Linked DNA regions of Mus musculus: region 1 is linked to region 2. A link is a contact called in public promoter capture Hi-C data. All regions are on one chromosome and are shown on one strand. The core of a region is the stretch at or near the end of the contact, and the rest is flanking DNA. Distances in the headings are between cores, read along the strand shown. Region 1 has its middle 17 kb from the start of Nedd1. Region 2 has its middle 8.5 kb from the start of 4930534H03Rik.

Region 1 (3,910 bases), core at 579-3,078, 1.5 Mb before region 2:
AATCATAAAATTATTTTTGTTATTACCTCATAACTGTAATTCTGCTACCTCTATGAATCATAATGTAAATACCTGATATGCAGATGGTCTTAGGCAAGGCCTATGAAAGTGTTTTGGAACCCCTCCGCCCTAGGGGTTACACTATAGGTTGAGAAGCACTGGTTTACATCATGGAGGGCAGATGGTTCATTACACCTTGTACTTCAGTCCTAAGCTCTCTTACTCATTTGTTCTGTCTTACCATGAGACAGATGTTTTTGCCACATCATGATGTGTGTAGAAGGTTCTTCCCAGATATGCTGTAAGACACATGAACCATAACCTTCAAGCCTCCAGAACCACAGGGCTAAATATGCTTCTACAACCTAACAGCCATTCAACATCTACTATTTAGTCTTTAACAAGAACCAAAAAACAAACACCCGCCACAGAACAAAACAAACACCCAACGGGAAGACAGCTCTGGTCTTACTCTACAGTACTCTAATTCCAACACTTCAAAGACCATCTCCAAGTAAAGGAGACCTTGCTCTCTCTTCCTGGGACATACTTGGCAATACCAAGGAACAGCCTGGTTTGCTTGGTCGAACATTGTATTTAGCCCTTACTATGATTATGAGATACAAGCTGCCCATAAAACCTGGCCATTAGGTACAAAATAGAGGGTTATGATTTATTATAGTCCTACTTTGAGCCATCTGTTCCTGTTTTCTTTAGTTGTATCATTTATTCATCTTCTAGCTCACTCATTCATTCAGTCCATGCCTATGAAGTATCTTCTGCGTGTTAGCTCTGATATAGTGAGTGCTGAAAAAGACTTAACAGTCTTGCCAACAAGAATTTGAATTAAAGAAATAGATTTTAATGTTTAATAGGAAAGATATTTCTAACAAACAACAGAAACAAACAAACAAACAAAAACAAAACAAAACCAACACCTTTTCAAGAAGGAAAATTGTGCATGTGTGTAGTCATACTTGTATGAATAATGTAGGCATACTTGCATTGTGTATTTATTTAAGCTGGGAGACAGGGTTTCTAATTCTGTTATTTTGTAATGCATTGAAATAATACACCTACTGAACAAATTCCTAGCATACAAGAAACAACATTTTTTAAAATATTTATTTATTTATTTATTATATGTAAGTACACTGCAGCTGTCTTCAGACACAGCTGTCTTCAGACACACCAGTCAGATCTCCTTAAGGATGGTTGTGAGCCACCATGTGGTTGCTGGGACTTGAACTCAAGACCTTCAGAAGAGCAGTCGGGTGCTCTTACCCGCTGAGCCATCTCACGAGCCCGAAACAGCATTTTTAATAGTGCCCAAGATGCCCTTTATGGCCTGTAATTCAGCAGGGCAGGGGAATAACTATCAAGCAACCTTTTTTGTCTGTTTCAACAATCTGCTAGCATAACTCTTTCTGCATCGAGAGTTACCCCTGGACCAGTACAGCCAGGCTTAAAGAACATTTTGTTCCAGTCACCTCCCCTTCCCCTGCAGATGAAATCCTTGATGAAAGCCAGATGAACTAGAGAAAAAAACTTCCAGGTGTCAAAATAACATCTCAGAAAGCATCTCTGTCCTTCACAGAAGATGTGACTAGATTCATAGAAATTAGAAGGAAAGTAGCCTTTCCGTCATCAGGCGAAAGATAATGTCTTCTGATATAGTGCCTGGGTTTTTCCTCAAGTTTAAAATGAGTTGTTTCTATACAAAATCAAGCCGCGCACATTAAACATGCCTAATGCACCCAGGGGTGGAGAGGAAGCGTGCATGGAACCAATTAAGTACTCTAACTTCATAATGTCATGTTCAAAGCTTCGGGATATTATATGAAGTAAGTGGCACACAACGCCTTTCTTTGTGCTTAGAAGCCACAGGACTGCTGTCTGACCCACAGGTGATCCTCCCCAGTACATAGCCTTCTCCATCAAGATGGAGGAGTTCAGAGCTACTAAGAGTAACCTCCTGGAGTGTTCACTTCAGTCAGTAGCTACAAGAAATGCAAAGATGTCACTTTCCAGGTAGAATCTTTCTTTCATCGTTTGAAGAGTTTCATCTCTGTGCAAACACAGCAAACACAAGTAAGAATGAGCAGTCTGAAGCAGGCAAAATCCCAGGCTGGAGCCTCTCAGATCATCTATTCGAGCTGTTCTGCCATGGGATTTGAAAAGTGCATTCAGTTGTTTCATAATTTTGTTCAAGAAACTTGAAATGTATGCTCACCCAAGAAAAACTGGGAACTTCCTTAGGGAAAAAAAGAAAAGAGCAATTTATCATCTATCTATCTATCTATCTATCTATCTATCTATCTATCTATCTATCTACCTACCTATCTATCTTTCCATCCATCCACTTTACCCCCAATGATTGATTGATGATCCCCTTCCTTCCTCTCCTTCCAGTCCCACCCCTTTTCCCTCTTACCCCTTCCCCTTCTCTCCAGAGAATGGAAAGCTCCCCTCCCCATGGATACCAATCTGCCCTGGCACATCAACTAACCTGGACCATGGAGGCTTACAGAGACTAAGCCACCAACCAAAGAGCATGCACGGACTGGACCTAGGCTTACCCATTTGTAGCAGATGTTCAGTTTGGTCTCCACAAGGGTCTCCTAACAATTGGAATGGGCGCAGGGGTGTCTCTGACTCTGTTGCCTGCCTCTGGAAACATTTTTTCTTTTGTTGTCAGCTTCAATGACAGCTGCTACAAGCTCGTGGAGTACCAGAAGTAAATATTTAACGGTTGAATAAATGGCTGTGTGGAAGTTTGTACTAAAAGTGACAGGGGGACACCAAAGTATGTTCAAACAAGAATGGGTGTGAATATGCTTGTTTCATAGGATGGTCAGGCAGGCAGAAGCACAGAGCATGTAGTGGAAAAGAAAAGACCTAAAGGCAAGATGATTCATACATTATCACTTCAACTGTGGGAGATGTGTTAAGGCAATAAGTAGCAGATGGACTGAAGGAAAGTTAGATATTGAAAACAAACCTGTATGATCTAGTGAAGGCTAGAATATGAAAGGAAACAGGAGAGCTTGGTCCTATGGGTAGTTGATGGGCCAGCTGGCTGAGGTGCAGAATACAGAAAGATGCGGTAGGAAAAATAGACTTGATGTCAGGAACAAACATCATTGAAACCTTTATGGGTCAGAGGTGCTTGTGGGATGTCAGGCTTAGAATATTAAACAAACAAACAAACAAACAAACAAACAAACAAAAACCAGGTTTAATGGCTTTCTCACAGGGCAACCGTTAGCATTGACACTAGGAAGACTGAAGACAGCAACACAGAACAAGCAATATGTAGGAACTGAGGAAACTTTAATACAATGGACAGAATTGTGCTACCACACCCAAGTGCTCTGGGTATTTATTCTAGGCTACCTAAACACCAAGCTCTGATGCTCAGAGAGAGTCACAAAACCAAGCTTTAGTTTGCTCAATAGGATGAACTACAGGCAGGGACTTCAGATACTGATCAGCTAGCTCATTCTTAACTCCCCAGCTTCTGGCTTAGGTGGTATGTTAAGTTACACATAAGGTTAGCTTTCTTTTCTTTATGACAATGCAACCATTCTTTGGTAGGAGATAGGACTGTGGAGGGAACAGGTTAATGAACAAACAGGAGGATGTTTTGGGGTTCTCAGGTTTGAGAGACTTGCATTTATCCTAGCAGAGATGCTATTACATAAGACAGATTCTTTTTTTCTTCTGAATTTGCTTCCAGGCTTGAAAGGCTAAACTTCTATGCATTTTTTAAGGGTCTATTTGATTCTGAAAACAATATAAGCTTTCATGTGGTGAAAAAAAAGATGAATGATTTTCACACTAATAGTGATGTGCTCAATATTATATTTTTAATTGAGTAATAAATGTTGAAATAATAACATTTAGACAT
Region 2 (3,748 bases), core at 109-2,608:
ACTGAAATATATATCTACAGTGCTTCTAATTTTCTTTCCTTTTTTATAAAAGGGTTTACTTAGTTTATTTGCAGAGAAATTTGGCCTGCGAGGCATGAACGTACACCACATATATGCTTGGTACTAACAGAGTCCAGAAAAGGGTGTCAAATCCTTTGGAACTGGAGTTACAGGTAGTTGTTAGCATACATCTGGGTCCTGGGAATTGAACTCAGGTCCTCTGGAAGAACAGCCAGTGCTCTTAGCCACTGAGCCATCTCTCCTGTCCCAAGTGTTTCTTTACTTCAATTCAAAGATTTGTACTGCTTTGCTCTTACTACACTGGTCAACTCTTTTGTTTTCCTTTGGCTGAATGCTTGCTTGGTGAGTAATGGTGTCCCCTGAGGTTATCAGCGCTCTGCTGGAACAGCTTTAGCCTCAGCCTTCACAGTGTTCCGTTTTCCATGTTCTCATGGGGTCTATAACTGCACTTTTAATTTTCTACTTTAAACCATACATTGTTTAAATGTTTTCTTCTTTAAAAAAAAAATTCTCCTCTCTCACGGCTGGAGAGACGGCTCAGAGGTTAAGAGCACTGACTGCTCTTCCAGAGGTCTTGGGTTCAATTCCCAGCAATCACTTGGTGGCTCACAACTATCTCTAATGGGATCTGACACTCTCTTCTGGTGTGTCTGAAGATAGTGTACTCACACTCATAAAATAAATAAATCTTAAAAAAAAAAAGTTTCAACATTCCCTTCCTTTAACCTTCTACTTTCCCCAGTCGCTGGTGTGGTATGGTGTGATGTTCACCTTTCCATCTCTGATCCTGAGAGAGATTCGGGGATTATGATCACAGATGCGCGCCATCACACTGGAATCCGTGTGGTGCCAAGAACGAAACCCGGGGCTTTATACATGTTAACCAAGTGCTCTCTCAACTGAGCTAACATCTTCAGCCCTGATTTGCCAGTACGTAAGTTGAGGTCCTCACCTACTCATACACGTGAAAGAAAAATTACAGAAGAACAAAATAGCTCAACTGGAAATAAAATGCAGAGAAGTAATGCGGTTGAGACAACTAAGCTACTGGGTTTCAGGTCAGAAGTGGCTTGAGGCGGCAGGAAGGCAACTTCCGGGATGTTAATAGGCAGGGCTGATGCAAGGAGCATCACTAACAAGTAGCATAAACACTGGCTAGTTGGAGGAAGCTTCTGAGCAGGATAAATACTGGATATAAACAAACAGCAGGGCCATCTCATGCGCTGTCTCCATAGCAACAAGAAGAGCAATACCCCCCACAGGGGATCGGGCTTGTGGGTTGAGACCTGGAAAATAGAGTGGGGCTCCCTCGCTCAGGAAAGGGGGCTGGAAACAGCAGCTAGTGATTACTGCAGGCTGACTGCATCTGTGAGGCTGCATGCTGGAGAAGCCTTGCCTCTCTACTCAGTGCATGAGAAGCGACCCACAGCTCCCAGACTAAACCTGTGATGTGTCAGAATGACTGCAGAACAGGAATGCCAAGCTGCTAGTTTAAGACTTGCGATCAACATTTTGTATATTACACTGAAATTTTCCTTAAGAGGGAGGAGCTTATGAGGTATGAACTGGGGGGAGGGGGGCCGCAGGAAGGAACCAGGAAATTAAAGAGAAAGCACACAGATGGCTCTTTAATTGCCTTCACCGAGGTCCTGCAAACTATAAGTCCAGAAAACAAGTAGACACCCATATGAAGAAAAGCGATGCTATAATTCCAGAACCTAGAAGACAGAAGCAAGAAAAACTCAGGACCAGTCTGGGTCTCATGGCTGAGCTGGCTCTCAAAGGAAACAAAGAGGACTCTGGTGGTGGTGGCACACACCTTTAATCCCAGCATTGGAAGGAGGGTGGCAGCAGAGGCAGACAGACCTCTGAGTTCAAAGCCAGCCTGGTCTACAAAGTGACTTCCAGGACAGCCAGGGCTACACAGAGAAAGCCTGTCTTCAGGAACCAATAGTTAATTAATTAATAATTAATAAAATGTGATCTGTGTCTTAATTCTCCTTTCGCGGAGGCTACTTGAAGTGTTTAAATCCATTTGTATGCCACATCAAGCTTCTGTAGGACTGCTGGAGTCTGAGCTCCTGTGAACAAATTCCCAGGGCTCAGGCAAGAACCACGCAGTTGGTGAAGCCACTGTCCCTGCCACCACAGAATCAGGAGGTTACCTGCCTAGCCAGGTGCGGGCCCCATCAGGAAGCTGACTGCTCAGCAAGAAAGTCTCTTCCAGAAAGTCTCCTCCTGATTTGCCTTTGCTGCTTTTTGCACCTACAGCAGCAAAAGAGAGGTCCCATGCCCCAGGTGACTTGGTTCTAAAGCTAGTCTCACTTGAATGCACCACCTTGGCTGTCATTTGCTGTAAAGAATCATCTCCCGTGGCAGCCAAACTGGGTTAGAGAACAAAACCATTTAAGAAACTCGCCATATGTTTGGGTTCATCGTGGAATCCGTGAACCGCCTTGGTGATGCCAGCCTCCAAAAGAAACTGGCAAACGCTCTTCCTTTGGTCACCTTGAAGCTGAGTAACCTCTCTGTACTTGGGATGGTCAATCACACGTCCATTACAGGCAGGTTTCTTCCTGAAAGCTTTCACAAGTTTCTTTTTGTCATAACTGTCCGCAACACCCTGCACAGCGATCAGGGTCTGCCTGCCGTCCCGCTGCTGGATTCTTATATGAATGTAGTCCTCAGTCCCTGCGGGGAGTAAGTCATTGCCCTTAGTTGCATCAGCAAGGGGGTCGAAAGATTGGAAGTTCTGGACAGTGGGCATGCAAAACTAGTGTGAGGCTGGCCAAGGGATAAAATTCTAATCACCGTGTCAGGAGGCTGCAACAGTGAGAAACAGAAATCAATCCAGTGTGGCTCTTTAATCCTTCCAATTAGGATCTTAATTCTCTAATTTTAGTTCCCCTGTAACTCTGAGACAAATGATACATAAACAGAAATTATAAAAAAAAATATGAAACTGGTGGCCTTGCCCAAGTCTAGGAGTAAAATTTCTTTTTCCTTATTCAGCAGTATATTTTCCCCTAGCCCTTGTTTTGCTTCATGCCCCTATTGCCATTTATCCTAAAGAAAGATTATCCTTATTGGAATTTTCCAAATACTTAGTGCCCTACACTCTTCCCACTGCTCACAAAGAACAGTGTTACGTGTCAGACACGTTACCAATCACAATGAGACAGAAAGCACCATGGAACTGTGGCTAACATAGGCTTTGAACCTTTGTTGGGTGGTTTGAGGGTACTAGGCCCAAGGAAGCAATAACGCTCTCTGGATTCAGCCCCTACAGAAACCAAAGACAACTTTCTAGTTATATAGCCTATAAGTCTTATAGATTAGAAAAGTAAGCTATTGGATCCCGGAGTGATGGTCTGCAGACAAGAGGTTGTCACTCATTCTGTCTGAGCAATGCAGACACTCAGTATCTTGTGGCTCACTCTGTGTTTATGTTCATAGTTCAGGAATGGCTCCTGGGTCTGTTTTGAGGCATGCTGGTCATGGCTGGCCTTGGCTGAGTTTTGTAAAGGTGTCTGTCTCTGTCCATCAAGAGCACATCTGTGTGTGTATGCTGCAGTTCCTAACATGCAGGACCCACTTTTCTCTTTCTTCCCACTTAGGCACTGGTATAACACCACTCTGCTGGAGGGCAAGTGGAGGGGATGTTTCCTTGGCTCCTTGCCCAGGACTCAGCAGACTTACACCCAGCACCAGCCCATCTCCCTGGCTG

The links. Promoter capture Hi-C pulls out the DNA fragments that hold promoters and counts their contacts.
Region 1: a promoter capture Hi-C map of cranial neural crest shows a contact between it and region 2. The contact joins two enhancer-like sites. A contact is called at or near these places in 4 of 39 promoter capture datasets (cranial neural crest, hippocampal neurons, liver and 1 more).

What each region holds. Positions count from the first base shown.
Region 1 is chr10:92,737,704-92,741,613 of GRCm38.p6, reverse strand. No RefSeq gene overlaps it. Among named protein-coding and RNA genes, the nearest start is that of Nedd1, 17 kb to the right of the region's middle. Within about 2 kb of position 1,828, at least 4 of the 459 cell types and tissues checked have an H3K27ac peak or open chromatin away from gene starts, as enhancers often do.
Region 2 is chr10:91,227,226-91,230,973 of GRCm38.p6, reverse strand. No RefSeq gene overlaps it. Among named protein-coding and RNA genes, the nearest start is that of 4930534H03Rik, 8.5 kb to the right of the region's middle. Within about 2 kb of position 1,358, at least 128 of the 459 cell types and tissues checked have an H3K27ac peak or open chromatin away from gene starts, as enhancers often do.